Regions from separate parts of the Drosophila melanogaster genome. Here region 2 is linked to region 1. The links are chromatin contacts, called in public Hi-C maps. All regions are on one chromosome and are shown on one strand. The core of a region is the stretch at or near the end of the contact, and the rest is flanking DNA. Distances in the headings are between cores, read along the strand shown.

Region 1 (6,555 bases), core at 2,064-4,563:
GTGGATTGTGCCACCGTGCGTTGGCGTGGGCATCTCGCTTTGCACTCGACTGGCTTTGCAATAGACCTGCAGCTGGAAGGCTCCGGTGGCGGAGTCCGATGGCCTGAGGGAGAGCAGCAGCTCGATCATCTCATCCGGCTTGAAGAGGGAATGGGATTGAAATCGCTCCAGCAGCTGAGCGGCCAGCACTTTGTTGTGCTCGTAGCTGTCGCCCAAGCAGGCCATCAGTGCCTCTGTGGGCAGCTCTATTCCCAACTCGCTGAACGTTATGCCCACCATCTCGCTTAACTCCAGGCAATCGCGCAGCAAGCGCAGCGAAAGCCAGCGTCGTCCGTAGTTCGCCGTGGGAAACAGATTCTGCGCGAGAGTGCGGATAAGCCGTATTAGGAACTGGAGCACCTCCTGCGACGCCGGCGTGCGGCTCTTCCGGTACTCGACCAGGCCGAAATGGACTCTCTTGAGGGCCTTCTGCAGCAGACCGTAGCCTAGCTGCCGCAGATGGGCGCTAGGATTGTTGGCATTGTGCCGCACGTAAAGTTCAATGGCGCCCATTTGGTCGGCATTTAAAAGTTCGCTGGGACGCGGCGTCTCCACCAGAAATCGCAGCGCCAGTAGGCGCGTGTGGTCGTCCAGTCCGATGAGGGCCTGTTCCACCTCCTCTTTCATGCCACGCAACAGATTCTGCCGCCTGGCGCTGAGTTGCCTCACGCCCAGAATCGCCGCCAGCTTGCAGCTAAGCGGCAGCCGGTCGTCTGGCAGGAGCACTTGCGCCAGTCTCGTTGGCTCCAGCTGTACGGCCTGTGCGATCAGCTCCTCAATGACCTGGCGGCGCTTCTCCGGCACGCGGATTGCCGCCAAAAGCAGACCGAACCACCGGCTCTGCCACTCGGCGAAGGGTTCCGTCTTGTGGGCCGATACCATCATGGCTAATAAGTATAATAACAAAAGGAATAAGTACACGATTCGAGGCTGCATTCAATGAAGGATACTTGCCTTTGAACAGGGCATCCACACAATCCTCACAGCCCAGATGGCGCGGGAATATGACTCCGAACAGCGAAGGACAGTTCTCGATGGACTTGCTGACTCCGGCCACCGCAACCAGCTGCTCCAGTGCCATGCAACTGGCATTTAGGTATGCAGCACGATCTTCAAACTGGCGATAGACGACTTGGAAGAGCTCCTCCTGGCCGGCGGCCTGGGCGTGCTGCAGCACCTGGTGCAGCAGGGCGCTGCTCATGTGGCGCACGGAGTCCGTGTCACTGGAGATATTCTGCAGGGCGAACACCTGCAGCTGTGCCAAGATCCGTTGGTATAGCAACTTCTGGTCGTCAGGAAGATGGGCGTGCATCTCGCCCAGCGATTTGGAGTAAATGAACAGATGCTTGGAAAGGAAGACAAGCAGATTGGTCACGGTGCTTTTCAGCTCGCTGACGGCCACGATCCTCTTCAGAATAGCCAGTGCTAGTGTAGCGTTTTCTGTATAATCGACGGGCCGCAGGACGAGCAGGGCGGCCATCTGTATGGGAACATCCTGCTCTGCCTTTGGCCTCGAGCAGTCTTCGACATACGCCTTGAATGTTCCGGAAAACCGAGCCAGGTGACCGATCAGCAGGGCGGCAATGGAGCGTACGTCCCACGGAGTGTCGTAGTAGCGAGCCACCTTTTGGGCCACCGCATTCGACGTGCCCGGAAACCGCTGATCCTCGAACAGGCGCAACTTGTCGCTCCACTCGGCCAGCAGACTAACCAAGAACCGCAGCGCATTCTGCACGTACAAGTAGAGCTCGTTGCGACGCGTTGGCGAGAGTTCCAGCGTAGGGTCACTGTCTTAAAGCAAGGTAATTGTGGAGTCAGCATTGTGCGCAGCTATCATATACATTAGATTGACGCACCAAATGTCCGCCCAGTAGCGCTCCAAGGCGGTAGTTAGCAGCGGCGCAAAGCGATGCACCTGTTTGCCCAGGGCCTCCCGTCCAAAGGGAAAGTTCTGCAGGCAGGCGTTGGCGGACACGAAGACATCGTTGGTGCGCTCGTGGCTGACAGGCGGCGTGATCACTGCGAGACTGTTGGCCATTTCGCCGAGCGACTGCTGCAGAGCCTCCAGCAGGTGCTCCTTCGAGTGCCTGCGATGTGGCGACGCATTCTGTTTGGCCAGCGCATTGTCCGAGAAGAGTCTAAATGGGATTGATCATCGGCTATAGGACATCCAGTTGGATCGTGTGGCTTGAGTCGCCGTGGGCTCACCGTACTTGGTCAGCTGGTTGCGCACGGCGTGCTTCAGGGGACTGGCCAGCAGGAGATCCGCCAGGAAGTGGGCTACATCTTCATGATCTTGCGCCTGCTCCCCGTAAAAGACATCCTTGACCACCTGCACCTGCTCCGCACTGCTCTTGGCCGCCGCGAACTGGAGCACAAAGTCATGTGGCGCTGGAAAATGGAGAAGCGATTGGAGCCTCAGCATGCATGTTTATACATAGCTTACTGGTGGTCACTAAGTGACCCACCACAACCCACCGGCAATCCACGTGTTGGGCAGTGGCACAAGGGCGTCGCGCAGCTCGGCAAATCTCTTGGGGTGAGCACACACCTTCAAGGCGGCCACGCGCAGGTTCAGATCGTTCATGGTTCTGTCAGGATTGCGGATAAATAGTAAATATCAGATGGTTTAAATCAGCCACTTTGGTGTTGTCAGTAGAGCTGTGAGCAATTCGATTTCAAAATCGATCTAATCGATATTTTCAGATGGGCGAAGAAATCGATAACATTACTAGGAAATCGATGCTATGTCTATCTATCTTTATAAGGTGACAAATCTAATCTTAAAGTAATATTCCTCAATTAAATTAATCACATTTGTACTGCCCCCTACGTACCAGTGGATTATAAATAATCTATGAAAACATATTGATCTTACAAAATATATTAACATTGCATTTTTTTAGATAACAAAAATTCTAAGCATAAGAGCTGCCTCTTAATTTTTAAGCTGATTAATTGATTTAAGGCCGTTTTTTTCGACTTAATCGATCTTTTTTAGAATCGAAAAGAATCGATTCCCAAGCGGTAATATTGTTTACGACATTAGTTGCCACCTTTACTTATTTACTTACTTTACTTTGTGGAACTAAGTTCCACATCTGGGATGCCAAACACTCACGCTTAGCAAGTACTTGCTCCTCTGCTAACCCAGTGCGCCCATAAATTCTGTGCTGCCACCTTTTCTTCTATCGGAGATACGCGCCGCGACAAGAGTTGCCATCCGCTCTCCTTGCCCGTTACACACAGCACCAACAAAACTTGATACGTATCTATCGATAGTATCGCATGGAAATAGGTCCTAGTTCCACCTCTAATGTGCATTGGGTTATTTATTTTTTTTCCTGTGATTTGTTTATTGAGTGAGCCCTGTACGATGCGATTTTTATGTGCGAATAGTAAATATTTCGGCCCACGGTGCCATCCGATTCAGATGGAAAACACAATTGGTTTCCAATAGGAAAAGTTTGCATCATGTTTTCGTATGCCAAACGCTCGACGTGTGCGTGTGCGTGCGTATGTATTTGTTGGGTGTAAGGTGCATTTGTGTGTGTACGTGAGAGGGGGAGGATTCGTAAAAGTGTTTTTCCTCGTTTTCTCGTAACCTATCTTAAAACAAGCATGTAACATAACTTGCGAAAGCCCGAAAAGCATCTATGAAAATTCGGAGAAATCCACCTGGCTTGGCCGTTTTGCCTGTGTAGTGTGTTTTGTGTGGGAGCGCCAGAGTAAAAGAGAGGGAGTGAGAGTGAGAGGGAGCGAGCGAGAGAGAGGCTTTTTTTTGTTGATACACCGTGAGTGCATGTGTATGTGTGTGTGCGCCTCTTTATTTGTGACGAAATGTGTATAAAATGTTTATGTTTATGTTTTTTCCCGCCCCTCCCGCCACCCACTCACACACGCACACTTCTATGCAAATAGGCGCCGCACAAGTTTGAAGTGAAACGCGATCGGCAAAAACAATAAATCTCACCACAAAGTGGAGCAGCACCCACAAATAAATAAAAACATAAATAAAAGTGCGCCCGCCCGAAAGTAGGAGAACAACAAACGGCTTAGGAAGCATCGCGAAACGTCATTAAAGGTCGGCAGATGGGCGGCCTACGGATTTTCGTGCCCTCCGCTGGCCATTCTCCTCGTGCTTGCTGCTGTTGTTGTTGTTGTTGCGGCTCCCAGAGCAGTTGCAGTTGTTGTAGTTGTTGTTGCTGTTGCACTAGCTGCAGCGGACCAACGGCCACAGCGCAGTGAGAGCGAGCGGGACGGCAAGCGAGCGCCACTGAAGGTGCGAGCGAGAGGTGAGTGACTTTGGCTTTCTAACGGTGGCATCTCCCCCCCCCCCATCAAACGTAACAATAAGAGCGACCGAAAAGGGAAAAGGAAGAGGAAGAGGGAGGAAGACTGGGCTTAGTGGGTGGGAATACAGTAATCACTCGCTTATAGTGATAATATAATTCCGAATTCAATTAACCCGCTACCAGCTAATATCTTTTGTGTGATTTTCTGAATACAGATCTTTTAAAATGTTTTCATAGGTACGAGTTTTTTAAATAATTCCACGCTTCGGAACAATGAAAAATGTTTAACTTTCCTTTTATCCGTTACGAATTTTTCAATGAATATTTCTAGTATGTCATTCTTTTAAGTCCTTAAGAATATAATTTGGTTTAGCTTTGCATCGAATTTATTTATTTATATTTTAAGATAAAGCAAATTTTAAGAAATAGCAAACATTTAAATTGGAGAATGCATTTTAATGAGTTTAGTGAGTTTTTTATGAGTCCTGTAAAATAAAACAATTTGAAATAAATACTTTTTGTAATTGCATACTTATTACTCCTTCAAAACAATTGATTAAATAATAGAATTTCGCGATGTGCAATATGATGTGCATAGTAATTTTTGTAATTATGATTATATATATATATTATTATATTATATATATTATATTTTTATATTATATTTTTATATTATATTTTTATATTATATTTTTATATTATATTATATATATTATATGTCGCATAATTGCGTATCGAAAGCTTTTCAAACATTGTAAATGCGTTTACATATGTACAATATATAGGTTAGTAGTTTGAAGGTTAGTAAAGGTCAAATCTAAATTGTTCTGCATTTCAGTTAAAACCTTCTAGGTCCAGCCGATTATCTTTAAGTCGAGTAAATAAATCCAAATCGATATAAAACAATTCATTCTTTTATTTGAAAATAAGAACAGCAAGTGATGGGTACTCTAAATACTCCATGTTCCAACCGACAGTTTCGAGTTGAGATGCATTCTCTGGCACTCCGCCTCCATTTTCATTTCGTAGCTGGCGTTCCCATTGTTTGTCACGTGCGGCCACTTCAGCTGAATTACAAGGAACCGAACTGAAATGTACCACGGAGCAGAAAGGATGGGGGGGGGGGGGGCAAACGAAAGTGAATGTGTAGGAGGCAGGCCCTTGTTTCTTGGTCTCTTCTCGAAATACTTCATTTATTAACCTCCCTCGTTTACCGCTCCTCTTTCCCGCACAGCCCCACGAAATGGTCTCGAAGAAGCGCTCCAATGCCGCCGAGCGTGTCCAGCGTTCGACGGCGACTGCGGCAGCGGCGGCAGCAGCAGCTGCCGCAGCAGCGACGGCGTCCTCGACGCAGGGCAAGAAGCGGCCCGGGAAACAGACGAAGGCCTCCGGTGGCGGCGGCGACGAGGCGGATGACAAGAAGTCAGCCAGCAAAACAGATTCGGCGGCCAAGAAGCCGGCCAAGGATCCAACGGGATCATCGGGCGTGTCCACAGCCACCACTGAGGGTGGTGCTGGAAATGGAGGCGGAAAACAAACGACCTCCACCACGACATCATCCACATCCTCGACAACCGCCCCGTCCGCATCTGCATCTGCATCTGCTTCCAACAGCCTTAAATTGTCGCCGGAGGAACGACACGAGGATGGCAAGGCGCGGGCCATTAACAAGATGCTTAAGAGCCTGGATATCAAGATCCACGGCTTCGACAACCTGCTGCCTAGCGGCGAAGAGCGGCTCAACGACGGCGTGCTGAAGTCCTCCATTTCGGAGAATGTCAAGACCAAGTCGCGCGCAGCGGCGGTCAAGGTGATTTCCAGCCTGAATCCCGGCAAGATGCCGCCTGTAAAGCGAGTGCGTCCCTCACCGGAGCCAGTTAGAGAAAAAGTTGCGGAGAAGCCGGCAGAAAAGGTACTCGATAAGGAGAAACCGAAGGCGGAGCAGCAGATCACGCCGCCTCCCGCTCCAGAGGAGTCTCCTGCCTCAAAGGTGCCCAAGAAGACGGTGCAGCAGGCCAAGAAGGCCAAGGTGGAGTCATCATTAGTACAGGCGACAGTTTTAACGACAACTTCCGCAGCTACGTCAGCACCCAGCTCCGCTTCCACTTCCAAGCATACATCGACAAAGAATCCTGGCAAGAAATCAGCCCATTCAGAGCAGATGCCAAAAAAGGAGCTATCCAAGCTGGCCAAAATGGGCAAACCGAAAAAGGAAGCCAAC
Region 2 (6,555 bases), core at 2,007-4,506, 290 kb after region 1:
ATTTGCATTGGAAATCATATTGGCTGACAGTTTCAGGTTTTTCATTTTAAGCAAGCACATCCAAAAGAATTGGAAACAGTCCCTGAAGTTCTTTAGTTTATCCAGTTAAATCAATCACGGAATGGCGGCAATAATATCAAATGAAATCTTAACAAGTAAGGCAGTTTCCGAGAGCAACGAAATGTTTAAAAGCATCACTCCAAGCAAATAAAATTTCAGATTCATTCAAAACGTGTCTTTCGCGATTGATAGTCGGCAGATCAGAGCTTTCGTTTTTAAATTTTAAACTATGGGAGTATTAAAAGTGGAGAGTCGCGATCGGAAGCCAATAATTTGATCTCCCCACATATGTATATCTATGTATATATATTTATATATTTCTATAAATGTGTTTCGTAGCTTAGCTAGCGAGCGAGGCGTTTGCGTCCTCGTGCCTTTTCCTGCGGTCGCTCTTGTTATTGTAAATACAATTTTCCGTTTGAAATATAAATATATTCTTGTATATAAATATGCAATTTGTTTCAATTTTGTTTATGTATGTATATATTAATATGTATATAAATTGCTAAATACATTTAATTGCGCTTTACACTTTTACACTTTAATTTACGGCTATCTGGCATTATTCCGAATAAAACTGAGGAGGAAAAAAAAAAACAAAACAAAAAAAATTGTTGTCTCTAGTGGGTGTGAGTGTTGTTCAGTTGTCTCGTGTTGTTTGCTTTGTGTGGTTTCTTGTTGTTGGTTGTTTGGTGGTGTTAGCTATGTCTATGTGAGTGAGTGTCTGTGTCGAATCGTAAGCCAAGAACCCTACAAACTACGCGCCCCCACAACGATTCCGTCCGCCCCCGAAGTTGATCCAGGTCCTGGTCCTAATTTCAGTTCCAATTCCCGTCCCGCCGCCGCCGCCGCCGCCGCCGTCGCCGTCGGTCCAGTTGCAATGCCAGCTCCCGTGCCGGAGCCGCTTTCACCTGCAGCACTTCCCACCCTTGCTGCCCTTGGGATTGGGCTTCAGATGGAGCGTGTCCTTCTGCTGCTCGTTGGGGGAGGTGCGCAGCTTGTGATCGAGCACCTGTCGCGTAATCGACAAGAACATGTTCTCCACGTTTATGTTGTCTTTGGCAGATGTCTCGAATAGCTCGATGTCCATTTGTTTCGCAAACCGCTGCGCGTCTTCGGTAATGACCACCTTCCTGTCCGGATCGTCGTTCTTGTTGCCCACTGTTGAGGAATCGAAACATGAGTCTATATCGATAATGTAAGTTGTCTACTAATTAAGCTCCGCTTGGCATAGCCAACAACTACTTCTCAGTACGGGTCAACCAATTCTGTGCGTAATACGATATAGGCTCACCTAATACTTTTTTAACCACATCGCAGTTATTCTGGATCTCCTCCAGCCAGCGGCGGACGTTCGCAAAGGATTCGCCGTTCGTGACGTCGTAGACGACAATGACGCCGTGGGTGCCGCGGTAGTAGGTGCTGGTGATTGTCCGGAAGCGCTCCTGCCCGGCCGTGTCCCAGATCTGCAGCTTTACGCGCATGCCCTCGATGTCCACGGTGCGGATCTTAAAGTCCACGCCGATGGTGGTGATGTAACTGCCTGAGAATGTGTCGTCCGAGAACCGGATGAGCAGCGACGACTTGCCCACGCCTGCAGGGGATCAGATGGAAAGATGGAATGGGATTCGTATTACAAAAATGTGATATCGTTACTACACACAAGTAAGCCCATTCGGCATATGACATTGCTGTGGAGCGGGGAGTGTTCTCCTGCTCCGGTTACCGCCGCAGCTGGTCTGCTCGCATATCAAGCTGTATATCCTGCCAGTGCGTCACCATTAGTCATGAGCCTGGTTTTGCCCGAGCCAGACCACCTTTCTCGAAATACGCCCAAATGAATATGTAGATAGCTACGTTAGGAGGAGGACAGGACTGATATAAAGTGCTTTTGCATTTATGATTAAATATATAAAATTAGTACAACCTAACACATGTTGAGTATGCCAAAAACATTGAGTATAGAAACAAGAAGCTGACGAATGTTGAAAGTATTATGGAAACTGAAAACAACATTACTCATACGCCATGTTGGCGTTAGCATTTTAAATGTAACATACATTAATGGTAATCAGATGCAGTAATGCGAAAGGGAGGTGGAGACAACTGCGTTTTTGGCCAGGAAACGGGGACAAATTGCAATTTACACCTGCTATTTTCAACTCGATGCTATTTTTAAGCACCTGGTCTGTGGGAAACGGGAATGCCTGGGAAACTCACCGCTATCGCCGATTATTAGCAACTTGAATAGATGATCGAAGCCGCGTGCCATTTTTCGACGTTTTTTCGCTGTTTTTCTGTGTTTTTCCTTGTTTTTGCAAGTGCTTTTATATTTACAGTTAGGCGCGTCGAACAATGCAAAATATACTTTTGTTTTCTTTTTTTCTGCTGCCTGCTCCCACACTCACACACACAGGAGCACACTCCCTGCGCTTACTCTCTCTCTCTCTCTCTTTCGCACTCTCTCGGAAGCGCCCTCTCTTTCGCCCCAAGCTACGACCCTCTCGCTCGCACTGGTGCAGCCGGCTGAATATCTGAGATAAGCTGTTGTTCTTTCTGGCTGCTGGTCTGTTGTTGTTGTTGTTTTTGCTGCTGTTGCTGATGTTTTTGTTGCTGTGTGATAAGCTATAGTTATTAGTGTTGTTGCGTTGCGAGTTAATTTATGTAAGTGTTGTTGCCGCCGCCTTGTTATTTAATTTCCTTTGATTAGGTAGGTGTGTTTCTCTTTTTTTGGCTCCACTGGTACAATTGTTGCTTTTGCTTTAACAGCGGATTTGCGAAGAGAAATCGAGCGGCAGGCTCATTTCCATCAGATCCAATGGCTTGCTGGCGGATAAGACGGCGATTTGGTGCCGAAAATATTTCAATATAGGCTGGCAAATTTTCGCAAAGCTCGACTCCCTCGCAATCGTGCGTCTCGCTCTCTCCAACACTGTAGCACAGACACAACACACGAACACATACGCACGCACGCACACACACACAGGAGTGAAGCTCTGGCTGACTGTTGAATTTATATTGGGCTTCTCGGCGGTCTCGAACTTTCCAGCTTCCGGGTTGCTCTTGCAGCGCTGAAAGGACGACGATTTGTGGGAATTTGTGGGCGTCGGCGTTGCGGATTAATTCTGGTTAATTCATATTCTGGATAAACTATTGCTAACGCACCCACACTAGAGACGGAACCAAATGCGATGTTTATGCTATCGATAGTTTAGGATAGATAGTACCCCACAAACATCGATTCATTTAGCCGGAGCATAAAGTCGAATTTTTCTGTAACTAAATATGCAATGTGCCCACTCAAAAAATTAAATTAGTTTAATAAATTAATACTGGCAATTTTTTTTAATATCAATATGTATCGATATATTTAGAGAACATTATCGCAAGTGTTGCCGTTTAGCGGGTTGCTAACGTTGCCACCTGTGCATAAACTTTTGGCCATATCCAGCACTTATTTATTATGAATGGCGCGATTTTTAAAAAATCTTCAAATAATCACTTATAAAGCCCATATTATATTAATACCAAAAAAAAAACTAAATATTATATACTTTCATACCGATTTGTAGCGGGTATTAACTAGAAGCAAAACGCTATACTCTTAATGAAAGTGAGTATTCGTAGTTTACAACTTTTGAGAAGTTTTTTCAACATCCAAATAAAATCATTCTAACTTATTTTTCAAATATTTTAATTTTATTTATTTCATTTTAGCGTTCAGATACTGGGATTCTTGATACAGATACTGGATTCAGGGATTCTTAGATCGCTAGTCAAAAAAATGTAATGCTTAGAGTAATTGAAATAATGTAGGCACTGCGAGCTGCTGAAAAGAAAGTCAGATGGGGAAAATAATGTCTACAGCTACTTAAAGTAAATATGTATACAAGTTATTTATACGTGTGGAAAGGAGCACTTACTTAGCTTACTTAACAAAGCAAATAAATGGTAAATGCATCTTATTAGCGAATACCGCTAGGAGAACAGGATTTTAATGGAATTTTATATGTACAAAAGGCGGAAAATAGAGAATAACGGGTGCGAACCAAACGCACGCATTTGGTCCACAACCTAGTCGATGTGATGGTTAATGGAATGTGCAAGTGTTATGTATCGTGATGTTGTCATCTGTTCTCCTAGTCCCTGCGGGTATCCTGCCCACTCAGGATATATCCATATTGATCTTGCCGTGTACATGGATTTGTGCGAGTGTGATCTATTGTAATGTCATCTGTTCTCCTAATCCTTGCGGCTGGCCATGTGGTTGGACAAGCGGTGGCGGGTCCTATTGGCCACACAGGATATATCCATGTTGGCGAGTGAGGAAGGCCTGTTGGCCAAAGTGCGGCGACGTAAGACACGTGGAGCAGGAGTGCTCGGCTCCGGCGAGATGGAGCCCAACAGACGCCTGCCATTCGACGGCGCAGCGGCAGTGGGCGTAAGTTGGCGCCTCTTCGACTCATATTCATCACTATCATATTCATCACTATCGTCATCGCTATCCGACACGTGTCTAGGCGGCGAGACGTATCTAGGGCGCCAGGGACGACGTCCATTCGATGTGGACGGCTCAGTGTTTTCTTGGTTATCAAGTGTCGATGCGGATGTGGATGTGGATGTGGATGTGGATGATGTCGCAGTTGCAGTAGCAGAGCGAAACGAGGTTACTACACTTGAGAGAAATGTTGTTTGCGTTCCCTGTGATTCAAATGTGCGAGTTCCACGATCGGCTAAAGCGCGTGCCCCCGCAGAAGTAGATGGTTGATCATCGGAGAGGGTCACCACGCGACTCTGCACTTTGGTATCGAACGCACGCTGAAAGACGGCATCATCGTCGGAGGAGCCGAAATCATCCCAATGGGAGGGTGATAGCTTCTCTTGAATCTGATCACCATTTAGGTGACCTGGACGTGGGGCTTCGGCCGAGTCGTCCATTGAGCCGGCGTCATCCGAGTCCGATTCGGCAACGGGCACTGCCTCCGGGCTGACGGCTGAGCAAACCTTGCAGACGTAGTTTTGGAGAGTCTTCAACGTGCAAAGGTAATGTGACGGATTGGCGCCACATGAGGTGCAGTACAGCAGCATGGCGGAAGTGTCGGCGCGACCAGAGACCGCAACGCACAACGCGGCCGTACAATTGACATCGCGGCGGTACTGCCCAGCAAAGGCGTCCGGCTCGGTCTCCCAGGAAGCGTCTCTGCGGAATACAAGTACTGGTTAGTTGGGCTTGTTTGCTCCAAATGTAGTAGGTTTTAACTTACTGGTCCAGCACCGCGATGCCCATATAAGCCACCCTGCGGAACACATCTGTGTTGTTGCACAGCGGGCACTTGAAGAAGTAGCCGGACGAGTTGGCGTAGCGCTGCAGGCACCTGCGGTGGAACCATCCATTGCGGCAGCACGGCGCGTATAGGCAGGTCACCACGCTGAAGCGCTCGCCCTTGGCAACCACGTCCTCCGCGCATAGGAGACATTCCTCGTCATTCTTGAACACCGGACGGTTTCGAGGCACCAGCACATGCTGATGGCAGAACGAGTTGTACGTGTCGCAGAACTGGTTCTGGGCCAGATTATCGACGCCGCACTTGGTATGGAAGGTGCGACGGCACCCCGACTTGCAGCACCAAATATTGGCGCCCAAGCGGCGGCAATAGCAACACTTAAGCAAACGGCAGCGGTTGACCTCCGCTTCGATGTCCTCCTTGAGGAAGTTCATGATGCTCAATTTCTTTTCGCCACGCTGGATGAGATTCGAGCTGAGGTACTGCAAGAGGAAGGGAGAACGAGGGGAGTGAGAAGGTCGGCTTGCGAAGGAGTCTCCTGGACGCGGAAGCCCACCCGAATACTCTTACTTACCAAGCAGTTGCGGTGCACCATCATGTTGCCCTCCACGTGCACAGTGCCGAAGATCAGCTCGTCCCGCTCGCCGCTGAGGCACAGCACGCAGATCTGCACCATGGATGCGTTTCCGGTGACCAATCCCTCAACTAAAACAGCAACAGCAGCCGAAAAAAACAAATCTCGCCGATTGAGAAGCGATTGACTGTTTTCGCGCGCAATGAACGTCGGTTTATCGGAGATAGCCCTGCAGCCAGAGATGCCAGATCGCCTCGAGTTGATTTGATTTTATTTGCGTTGGCACGAATTGCCTAAAACTGCTGTTCTGAAAAAATTTTAATTAAAATCTTAATATTTAACATGTCTAGTTTCTATATATATTTCTATATTTTCTTAAGCAACCCTGATGTTAAAAAGGGATATTTTCAAATTTTTGCCTTGGGAAGTCCAAAGAGAATTGACGTAGCTAAATAGGAACGAAATAAAAAAATCAAGCAACAACCTAAATAGAAAAATATAAATATAAAATCTTAATACTTGACTTTTCTAGTTTCTATATATAGTTTTATATTTTCCTAAGCAACCCTTAAATTAAAAAATAGATCTTTTTAATTTGTTGCCTTGGGAAGTCCAAAGAGAATTGCCGTAGCTAAA

Evidence for each region. A called contact is a pair of places that touch in the nucleus more often than the background predicts.
Region 2: a Hi-C map of the Kc167 cell line shows a contact between it and region 1, with 2.3 times the contacts expected there. The contact joins the promoter of Rab35 here to the promoter of Hers in region 1. A contact is called at or near these places in 21 of 107 Hi-C or Micro-C datasets (the D17-c3 cell line, the Kc167 cell line, the ML-DmBG3-c2 cell line and 11 more) and 3 of 6 datasets of contacts at active chromatin or transcription factors (all in the Kc167 cell line).

The regions. Positions count from the first base shown.
Region 1 is chrX:19,862,833-19,869,387 of dm6, forward strand. Hers (Histone gene-specific Epigenetic Repressor in late S phase) reads left to right here and starts at 3,314. Exons shown (of 9, transcript NM_001272807.1): 1 at 3,314-3,410; 2 at 3,961-4,334; 3 at 5,569-6,555. The coding sequence starts at 5,578. It overlaps THADA (THADA,), which reads right to left and starts at 2,692. Exons shown (of 7, transcript NM_134517.3): 1 at 2,518-2,692; 2 at 2,253-2,430; 3 at 1,896-2,177; 4 at 994-1,826; 5 at 1-926. The coding sequence starts at 2,626.
Region 2 is chrX:20,156,616-20,163,170 of dm6, forward strand. It overlaps Rab35 (Rab35,), which reads right to left and starts at 3,257. Exons shown (of 3, transcript NM_001272810.1): 1 at 2,281-3,257; 2 at 1,355-1,654; 3 at 1-1,221. The coding sequence starts at 2,332. The coding sequence ends at 968. It overlaps Phf7 (PHD finger protein 7), which reads right to left. Exons shown (of 4, transcript NM_001272812.1): 2 at 5,920-6,226; 3 at 5,325-5,827; 4 at 3,740-5,260. The coding sequence starts at 6,021. The coding sequence ends at 4,303.